Regions from separate parts of the Gossypium hirsutum genome. Here region 1 is linked to region 2. The links are chromatin contacts, called in public Hi-C maps. All regions are on one chromosome and are shown on one strand. The core of a region is the stretch at or near the end of the contact, and the rest is flanking DNA. Distances in the headings are between cores, read along the strand shown.

Region 1 (5,548 bases), core at 70-2,569, 240 kb before region 2:
AAAACATGGGATAACATGCATGCATAAAATACAACAATTGATGAATGAAGATAATATAACCTTATTTAATCAATCAAACCAAACAATCGAATATAATTAATCTAACCAAAATGAAACCAATTTTCTAAGCATGTATGGAGAACAATTGAGATAACAATAAAACGAAAAAAAAGTATACAACCATGATATATAGCCTAATATAATACAATCGATACAAAATTTACAAAACAAAATGAAAATTAAAAAAAAACCAATATAGTATAAAGCATATTTAACATAATGATGAACTAATGAACACATAATATAATATATGAATTGATGAATTTAAAAAACTAGAGACATATATATAATCATTAAAATATGTATTATAGAATGAAGATTTTTAAATCAAATAATATACAAAGTGTTAAAAACATTTGTTAAAACACATACAATAAGGGAAAATTTAATAATATATAAAATATGAAAGGATAGCAAAAATACATAATAAAATATAATATTAGGAAATACACAAAATGGGTTTACAAAACGTATATATAAGAATACATTTAGAAGCAATGATTTGTAAAAATAGCTTGAAATTAATAATGCATATACGATTAAATTAATTTTATCGTGAACTATATATGTAATAGATTTTAAAAACATAATTATGTATACAAAGAAAAAAAAACTATATGTATAAAATAACATGGGTTTAATGATGTATATAAATCAAACATATGTACCAATATATATGTATATGTATAATAATAATTTAAATAATATATAAAACATGTATACAAAACATATTAAAATAACAAAAATATATGTTAAAATATACGAATAGATTCAAAAGCATGTATGAAATAACATAACATTAATAATATACATAGACCAAAATTAACTTTATTACGAATATTATATATAACAATGTGTAAAAAACATTTATAAAAAAAAATACAAAATGTGAAAATGATATGTCAAAAACAAATTTACAATAATAAAAAAAGGTACAATCACCAAGGTAATTCAAAATATACAAATAAGTAAACAAGAGTAAAAAATGACTGAAATAAATCTTTAAAAAAAATAAAAACTTAATTAAAGTCAAATTAAAACGAAAGGGATAATTTGCAAATAAAATAATCGAAAAGAGGACCAACGTGTAATGCGCTCCAATGTACAGGGATCCAAGCTGGAAATATTCCTAACCCCCAAAACGCAGCACACAAGCGCTGACTAAAATGAAATAGCGCACAGACTTTTGGGGAAAATTTTAAAAAAAGATAGGATGCCAATAGGAGTCAACTGAGATGCGGCGCAAAAGGGGGGGATTAACCGCACAAATTTCCCATTGGAAGAGCAGAGGCATGGATCCGGGTCTGGGAATGGGTCGACGCGCGGATCTCCCTGCCCTTAAACGGCACCGTTTTTCAAATCTGCTTTTAAAACCCTTCTCCCTTATTTTCTCCTTTTAACATAGCAGCCCTTTTAATTGAAATGAACGTTGAATTCTGCTAGGGTTTCATTTAGCAGCCGCCGAACCCACCATTCGATTTGATGGCCGATAGTGCACGAGCAGGACCCGATCTTGCCAAAGAAAGCCTCACCCACAGAGGTTCGGTAAGTGTACTCCTTTTTCTCTCCCTTTTTTTGAAAAAAAAAACCCTTAAAATCCTATACTATTCTGTCAAAAAACAAAGCGAAATCCGACAAAAAAGCAAAAGAAAACAACCCTAGCCCGAGTCACCATATTTCTGAGACATATGGGCTTTCATCGGTGTTGTTTCAAGCATTCTTTTCATTTTCCATGCTAAAAAATTACAAGCAAATCGAAAGAAAAGGGGGGAAAAAAAGAAATAGGATTTGAAATCACCTTTCGATAATTTTTTGATTTCTTTTTTTCTGCTATTTAATATGCGTATTTCAATATGCGTAAAAAAAATTTTCATCGGTGTTGTTTCAAGCATTCTTTTCATTTTCCATGCTAAAAAATTACAAGCAAATCGAAAGAAAAGGGGGAAAAAAAAAGAAATAGGATTTGAAATCACCTTTCGATAATTTTTTGATTTCTCTTTTTCTACTATTTAATATGCGTATTTCAATATGCGTAAAAAAAATACAATGAAGAAGTTCTTGGCTTTATAGCCGGAATCCGAAAGAATAAATAAAAAAATACAAATTTTCCTTCGTGTTTGTTGTCGTTCTCTTGTTTGTTTGCATGTATGGAGGTACGAGGCTAGCTGTGGTGGTACGTGGCACTCGGCGTGGGGCATACGGAGGTGTGCTGGAGGTCATACAGTGCTTGGAGGCTGAAGGCTATTGCGGCGCATCGAGGGGGACCCTAGGGTTTCTGTGAATGCCAAACTCTCGGGCCATTTGGGCCTACTCTGTTGTGTAATATTGGGCTAGGATTAATTTGGGCCCTTGTAATTATTTTGGGCCAATTAGGGCTGGTGTAATAAAGGGACTGGGACTATTAAAAAATTTGGTTTTATTATTATTTAGTTTATGTTTGTACATGCCCTGGGCAGATTTGGGCCTATACAATAATAATAATGAAAATAATATTTAATTAATTAATTTAATAATGGAATAGAAAAATAACAAAAAAGAAGGGACTAAATCAAACTTTTAAATAGAAATTTGGGCAAATTTGAAATAACAATGAAAGGGGAGGACTTATCTGAACACGTGAATAACATGGAGGGACTAATAGGGGAATTCTCCCTTCTCCTCCAAAACGACATCGTTCCCATAAGAACTAAAATGTGATCGAAATAAAGTATGGGGTAAAAATTAAAAAAAAAAGAACTTAATTGCAAAAACATTAAAAAGCGGAAGGGCTAAAGGTGCAATTAGTCCCAACACGTTAATCCTCACTGGCAGGTCGGGTCCACATGGGGATCCTAGGGGGAAAATGACGACGATTTGGTACCTAAAAGGCCTGCCTAAAACGACGTCATTTTGGAGGCCTATTTAAGGCTAAATTTTTAGAAAAAAAAATATCATTCCACCCCTTTTTTTAAAAAAATGAGAAACCTTAAAAAAACCTCACCCCCTTTGCGATTTCTGGTCATCGGACCCGCCATCGGTGGCCGGAAGGCAAAAAAAAAATCCATTTTCAGGCTATCAAAAAATAGGTACGAACCTCTCCTCCTTATATATATATATAAAAACATATTCGAAAGAAAATATAAAAAAATAAAAAAATCACCTCTTCGAGTTTCTGATTTTATTTTGTTTTTTAGTTCTTCTCTCTTTTTTTTGTATTCAATCTCTGTTTTTGTATTTGATGTGTCCAAAAAATAACATATGATTTCGGTGAATTTTATAGCCATTTACAAATGTTTTTAATCATTTTAATCCCTGTTGCAGGCCACTTGAGGGCGGTGGAGACATGACAAGGGCGGTGTTGACATGGCAGTGGCAGGCTTTGGTAGAGGCTAGGGGCGGCTCGCCTAGGGTTTCAGAAACCCTACTATTTTTTATTCAGTTTAGGTTCGGGGCCTCTATTGGGCCATTAGGAATTTGGCTGGGGTCTTCTAATTTTGGGTTTGTATTTTGCTTATTGTTTTGGTATTTTTGTTTGGGTCGATTGGTTTGGTTTTCATTTTGTAAAAAAAAATGGACTGAATGATTTTGGGCTCAGGAAAAATTTGGGTTTTACAGTTGCCCCTCTTTGCTTGTTGTTGTATAACGAGAATAGAGCAAAGACTTTTAAGAGAAACCAATTTTGTCCGGTCTCGCCGAGTCTTGACTTCTTTGGTGCTTCTCTTCAAGTAGCTCCCTTCCAGTCTACTGCATCTTGTTGCTTTGATCCATTCCAATGCCGTTTTAGAGAGATAAGACTTGTAGTTTCAATTTAATCCACTACAACTTCAGGGATATGAGATTTGTGGCTTCAGTCTGCTCCTCTTGCTATGGTAGATTTAATCCTACCTACTGTACCTTAAGAGGTATAGCATTCATTGTTTTAATCTGCTTCACTGTAACTTCAGGGGGATAGGATTTGCAACTTGCCGCTTCAATCTTTTCCACTGCAATATCAGAGAGATAAGATTTGTAGCTTTAATCTGCTCTACTACAACCTCAGAGAGATAAGATTTACTATCCTCGATCTACTCCACTGCAACTTCAGAGAGATAAGATCTGTGGCTTTAATCTACTCCACTGCAACTTTAGGGAGATAAGATTCGCCATAATAACTTTAATTCGTCCCACTGCTCAGCTGCAACTTCAGGTAGATAAAGTCTGTGGCTTTAATCTGTTCCACCGCAACTTTAGGGAGATAAGACTTGTAACTTCAACCTGCTCCACTGCAACTTCAAGGAGATAAGATTTGTAACTTGATAAGTTTAATATGTTCCACTGTAGCCTCAGGGAAGTAAGATTTGCTATCATCAACCTACTCCACTGCAACTTCAAGGAGATAAGGTTTATAGCTTTAATCTGCTCTACTGTAACTTCAGAGAGATAAGATTTGCTATCTTTGATCTAATCTAGTACAACTTTAAGGAGATAAGATATGTGGCTTTGATCTGATCCACTAGAACTTCAGGGAGATAAGACTTGCCACAATGACTTTAGTCCATCTCATTGGAACTTCAGGGGTATAGGATTTATGGATTCACTGATCCTATTACACTGTCCTCTAGGGAACATGACCTCTAGAATCGATTTCATGGGCCCTTGTTTATGCCAAATGATTAAGATGTCATGATCAGAATGAATCAAATGCTCCTAACCAGATGTGTATGCATGATATTTTCATGAATGCAGAATATAATTTTTCAAGAATGATCTCTTTTTAATGCATAGGTTGTCATTGCTCGTTGTTCATCCAACTTCTATCATTGACGCATTACCCTACTTTCTTGTTCTTTGACAGAAAATTTGAAGAAATAGTCACAATTTAGACTATTCTTTCTCAAATGTTTCCAATTCTTATGTTTGGTTAGTTCTAGATAATAGTCTTGTTTTAGGTCCCTGTATCATTTAGAAACTTTCAGAGCAATATGCAAAACTCCTTTTATGAGAGTATTATTAGTCTATTAATCGTTATTTCAATGCAAAATGCTTGAAAAAGAGCATAATGATGGACAGAACTGAAATTAATTAGGAACAAAATTTGAAAAGAATAGATTAGTCAAAGAAAGCAAACATTGCTAAAATACAAAATGAGTAAAAGGAAAATAGGTGCCCCAAATATCGCAGCATGAGCTTTTCTGCACAAACTTCTTGAGGACCCCTTTTGAGCTCAATAAGTGTTTAGGGGATCCAGAGTGCTTTGTTGATGCCCTAAGACGTAGCATCTCTCCTTCTTGTTAATTTGGAAGAAGCAAGATTACCACATGCCCTGTCTTTGATCAAAATTTGAATTGCCCTTTCACAGGTTTTCAATTCAAAACCCTTTTGGTCTCAAAGCGCTCTTTTAAGAGTTTTCACCTTCGCCTCTCCTCTCTTTTTTATTTTTAAGTGAAGTACTTCTTGACTGAGTCCAAATTCACTGAATTAGGCAAAGTCTTGTCATCCATTTTAGTCAATATCAATGCTCCTCCAGAAA
Region 2 (5,355 bases), core at 650-3,149:
TTGACGCAAGTGAATTCCTGCAACTCTGATGTATATCCTTCTACCAGGCTATCCTCTTTCTCAGATTGTAACTTCTCTGACCATGCAAGGTCGGCCGTATTCTCCATGTTAAATCTTCTAAGTTAGTAATCAAATATGAATTAACACCTCCTTTAGTATGCAATGTCATGCAAAACACAATCAAAACAAAACACAAGTTAGTATCAAATATAAGTAATACGATACCAACAGAAACCAAAAATAATCAGAACACAGATATGGGCCACTACTAATGCTTAACATGACTCTACCTAAGGGTAGCTCTTAAGGTTCACTATATGTGGTTCGGTTCTAAAGAGAAGGTACCTGAACCAGCAGATTCCTCAATCCTCACCCATTATAGGCTCATATGGATCGAGTTCGATTCAGGGGAATACATTTCCCTATGACCATACAGAGATGAAAATCTCACGAAAGTATAGGTACAGATGTATCCAGGAAGCAATCCACTAGCCAATGCGGAGGTGAAAACCTTACGAAAGCATACTTTCTTACTCCCACTTAAAGGTATAGCCACAACGGTCATGCAATGCAATGCAATATTATTCTACAAGACCCAAACCATAACAATCAGACAAACAAATGCAATCATGATTTTCAAAACAAAGTTTCAATATTTTGACAAAAGGACAACAAATAATCAATTTTATGGCTTGACTCTCTTGTTGGGTCCTCAGTGGAGTCACCAAGCTGTTGAAACTATTTTTTTATTTTGATTTTTGAAAACAACGGGGATCAACTTTGTAAGACCCAATTTGTGCCTGGGTCCACACAAAAACCAAAAAAATAAAATAAATAAAACCAAATGTTTTAATAGTTCCAGTCCATTTACATTTATAGCTTAATAAACCCCAAAGAGCCTGAGTTAATTTAAAACCTAAATAAGTCTAGATCAATTAGCCTAAGTACAAAAGCCCAAAAATAACAGCCCAAATTTAAACCTTTGTCCAAAGTAAAATTAACCCAAAAGGCCCAATGTCTAAATTCTTTCAGAAACCTTAAGGGTTTCTGAAGTCTCCTCGTGCCGCAATAGCCTCCAAGCTCCAACAGCTTGACTCCGAGGTAAGCTCCCAGGGCCCAAGTCAATTGAAGCTTCTGGAAGCCACTACTATAGCTCCCATGAACAGTCCCACCGCGTCAGCAACACCACGACCTTTGTACCTGCAAAATGGACTAGCAAACAACACAGCAGATATACAACAATTGACAGCAAATGCATAACAGAAAATCCAAGGCCATTGTATTTTCTTTTATTTTTATTTATTTTTTCTTATTTCTCTTGATTCGGCTAAAAAAGCCAGAGAATCAGCTATAAAGAGGATCAGTTTTTTTCAGAAAATACACACGCATATTTTATGAGTACAAATCTAGAAAAGTTTGAATAAGAAATCATCTCAAGAGCAGTTTTTCAAAAGGTGATTTAGATTTTATTTTCTTTTGGATTCAGCTCCTATTTTTTTTAAAGCTTTGTTACTACATATGAAAGCAAAAAAAATAAGTAAAGGGGAGAGACTTAACTTTTTTTTGGAAGCTTCAAAATCCTTGTTTGCTTCGTGGTAATCGAAGCCTAGATGAGGATTGAAGTTAAAGCCTAGAAAAACTCATGGATTTGCGGTCAAATAGGGCCAGATTAAGCTTTCGTCTGACGTCGTCTGTTGAATATGGAGATGAAATGGCGGTTGTGAAGCTTCCGGTCGAATGAATAAGGGATAGACCTTAGGTTTTGTTTTATTTTGATTTGTTTTTATTAGTTTTAAGGTTTTTACCTTATTTTGTGCAGAACATGAAACGGTACCGTCTGGAGGAAGAAGATCCGCACGCCGACCCGTTTTGTGGCCCAGATCCGCGCCCTTTTACTTCGAATGGTCAAATTGCGCGACTAGTTCGTTTTCGCGCAGACCTTTAAATTGAACCTTATTTCCACTTTACTTCATTTCAAATTTGGCATAGAATTTGCGCGTCTTTGCAATTTAATCTGCGCCTAAACGCCATGTTTTGGGATCTGGAATATTTTCAGTTTTGATCCTTGGACGTTCGCGCGCATTGAGCTTCAGTCATTATTTTAATTTCAATAGTTTTTTATTTTATTAATTATCCCTCTAGTTTGATTTTTATTTCAATTAAGTTTTTTTTCCATTTTAATTTGTATAATTCATTTTTTTATCTCTTATTTTTATACATTTTAAATTATCTTGATAAATTATTTTGTTTTTATTACAAAATTATTATTTTAAAATCACCTTTTATATATTATATTATTTCAAAATTTTGTATAATATTTAATTTAACTACCCTTATATATATTGTTAATATATATAATTTATATTAAAATTGGTTTTATTTTATATACATTGATTAATTCCATGTTATTTTATATAATTGCTTTTAAATCTGTTTATTATGTATATAGCTTATTCTTTAGAAGACATATTTTATTATTTCTTTGTTATTAAAGATCCTTACATGTATATATTGCTTTGTTATAGATTGGTTTGTTATTTTTTTTCATGTATATTGTTTATCCTTTATTTTATTATATTTCCATTATATATTGTATACATTGATTTTTTCTATTATGGCATGTATATTATCACCTTTAATTAGATTAATTTTTTTTATGTTATTGGCTCCAAATTTCTTCTTTCACAATATATATTTAAATACTCATTTACATAATCTTAGTTTTATTTTTATATATGTACATTATTTCAAATCCAATCATGTGTTGTTCATTTTGTAAATTTTCATATATTTAATAGTTTTCAAATTATTTTCAAATTGTTTTGTATGCTATGTGTTGCTTTAGTTTTCATATTGTTTCATGTATTATCGTTTTATATTGATTATTAGCTTTTTGCACTATTATTTAAGTTTTTGTCCATCTATGTCCGAAACTTGTTATATTTCTTTCTAATTAGTTTCTTGGATGCGAGCTCATTGCTATTGTGTGTATGTTAATTTGTTCTTTTTGTTTACTTGTATAATATTTCGTATAGTAATCCATGTTTGTAACTTTGATTTTTTTTTTCCTATATTGTTGTATCGTGATTCAAACTTCAATATTTTGATTGATATTAGTTGTTTCGTTGTTATTTCAAGAAAAATAAAAGCGTTTTGAGCAAATTCTCAATTTTCCTTATTGTTCAAAAATTCTGAAATAAGGCAATATCTAATATTTAGGAAATTCGGAAAATCGTGCTCAATCGTACTGGGTATGACTTTTCCGGTGAACCAAATATTTGGATAATCTTTTATAATTTAATGTATGAGTTTTCCAAAGTTGAAAATCAATCGCATCTTAAACTTATAAGGGATCGTATCCAATCGTACTAGGTATGAAACCGCATATCTTTGAAACAAGAGATTTTTTACTGCTAATTTGAGCTATTCAAACATTTTAAAAGAATCATACTTCGGAAAATCTTTTCTTTTAAAACTTTTGATATGAGGACAGTATCAAATCAATTGGGTACCAATTTTTAGGCGTAATGAGGGTGCTAACCCTTCCTCATGCGTAACCGACTCCCAAACCCCTTTTTTTAACTAAACCAAATTTATTTTTCATTGAACAAAGCGTTTTAATAGGTGGTCCAATCGCACCTAAATCAAGAGATTGGTGGCGGCTCCACATTTTTGTTTTCAAAAGTCGATCCCCTTTGCTTTCAAAATAAAAAAAAGGGTTTCGACAAACGTTTTGAAACCCAAATGTGGAGTCGCCACCAATCTTTTGTTTTGGTGTGATTGGATCACCTTAATAAAATATTTTATTCCATTTAAATCAATTTTGGCCTACGAAATTTGAGTAAACGGGTTCGGGAGTCGGTTACGTATGACGAAGGATTAGCACCCTCACTACGCCCAAAATTGGTACCAAATTGATTAAGTACTGTCCTTATGTCTAAGATTTAAAGCTATTTTTGAAATATGGTTCCTTTTAAAACATTTGAATGGCTTAAGTTGGTCGTCCGAATTCTCTCGTTTCAAAGGTATACAGCATCACATCCAGCACGATAAGACACGATCCTTTATACCCTCGAAAACACGATAAATTTTTTACTTCCAAAAGTTTATATGTTGAAAATTACAAAATGATGCCCAATTATTTAGTCCAACGAAAAACTGAAACCTAACACAGTAGAGCACGATTCCTGAAACTTCCAAACATTGAATATTACCTTGCTTTATAATTTGTAAAACACGAGTGAAATTCTGAAGGAATATTCAATTATTTTGAACAAACCAGAAATCGAAACCCAGCACGATAGGGCACGATTCCCGAATTTCCAAACATTGAACATTGCATTGTCTCAGAATTTGAAAAACACGAGTGAAATTCTAAAGGAATATTTGATTATTTTGGACAAACGGGAAATCAAAACCCAACATGATAAGGCACGATTTCCTGAATTTCCAAACATCAAACATTGCCTTCGTTTTAAGGAATTTTCAAATGAATAATTATAAAACCAGCTTAAAACACATTAATTTGATTTAAAATAAAATGGAAAAATTAATTTTTTGAATAATAAGTTGAAAATTATAATGCAATACTTGTGAACGAAAGGGCAAAGTTTCTAGTATAGAATAAATACATGGATAACGGACTCTATTAATGAATGGAAATAGTGAAAAAATAAATAAAGCAAAGCAAATTACCATATACAAAGTAACATTAAGCTCACATCCAAACATTTACAATTCAAACAATGAAAACTAGTAATATAGTTAATTAAAGAAACAAATAAGCATAAAGATTATAATAAGCTTCCATGCATAGATAAAAGAGCAACACAAAAGACTAACACGCAATATAAAACTATAAAATATTAACAATATGCAAACCAAAAACCCCACATAATATACCGAATGATATAAACTCTAAGAACTAATACGAGGCGAAACGATATAAAAACTATATATAAAAAATTATAAGCGAATAACACATGCAGAACTTGAAATAATTTATATATATATATAAAACTAAGTATATACATAACTTATTATTAAAATAAACCTTATAAAAAAGGGAATTTGAGTCAAATAATGTACAAAATATTTTTAGAATGAAATATATACTTAAAGTTGGCCATGCACAGATAATAAAAAAATTTAAAGAATATATAAAATATGAAAGGTTTTTAAATAACAAAAAAAATGTATGATAAAATATATTTTATATACATAAGGTTTTAAAATATATATAAATAGATTTAAAAGAAATTATGTATGTATAGTAACATAGGGTTAATAATATATAAAATAAAAACTAACTTTATCATGAACTACATATGTATACTAGTATATAAGAACATTTAA

The links. A called contact is a pair of places that touch in the nucleus more often than the background predicts.
Region 1: a Hi-C map of leaf shows a contact between it and region 2, with 2.6 times the contacts expected there. The contact joins two enhancer-like sites. A contact is called at or near these places in 5 of 34 Hi-C or Micro-C datasets (callus, leaf and petal).

Annotation. Positions count from the first base shown.
Region 1 is chrA04:9,136,737-9,142,284 of Gossypium_hirsutum_v2.1, reverse strand. No RefSeq gene overlaps it. Among protein-coding and RNA genes, the nearest start is that of LOC121228678, 9.6 kb to the left of the region's middle. Within about 2 kb of position 1,319, at least 9 of the 9 cell types and tissues checked have an H3K27ac peak or open chromatin away from gene starts, as enhancers often do. A contact at or near this core is called in leaf, where this site is marked.
Region 2 is chrA04:8,899,140-8,904,494 of Gossypium_hirsutum_v2.1, reverse strand. No RefSeq gene overlaps it. Among protein-coding and RNA genes, the nearest start is that of LOC107948686, 17 kb to the right of the region's middle. Within about 2 kb of position 1,899, at least 9 of the 9 cell types and tissues checked have an H3K27ac peak or open chromatin away from gene starts, as enhancers often do. A contact at or near this core is called in leaf, where this site is marked.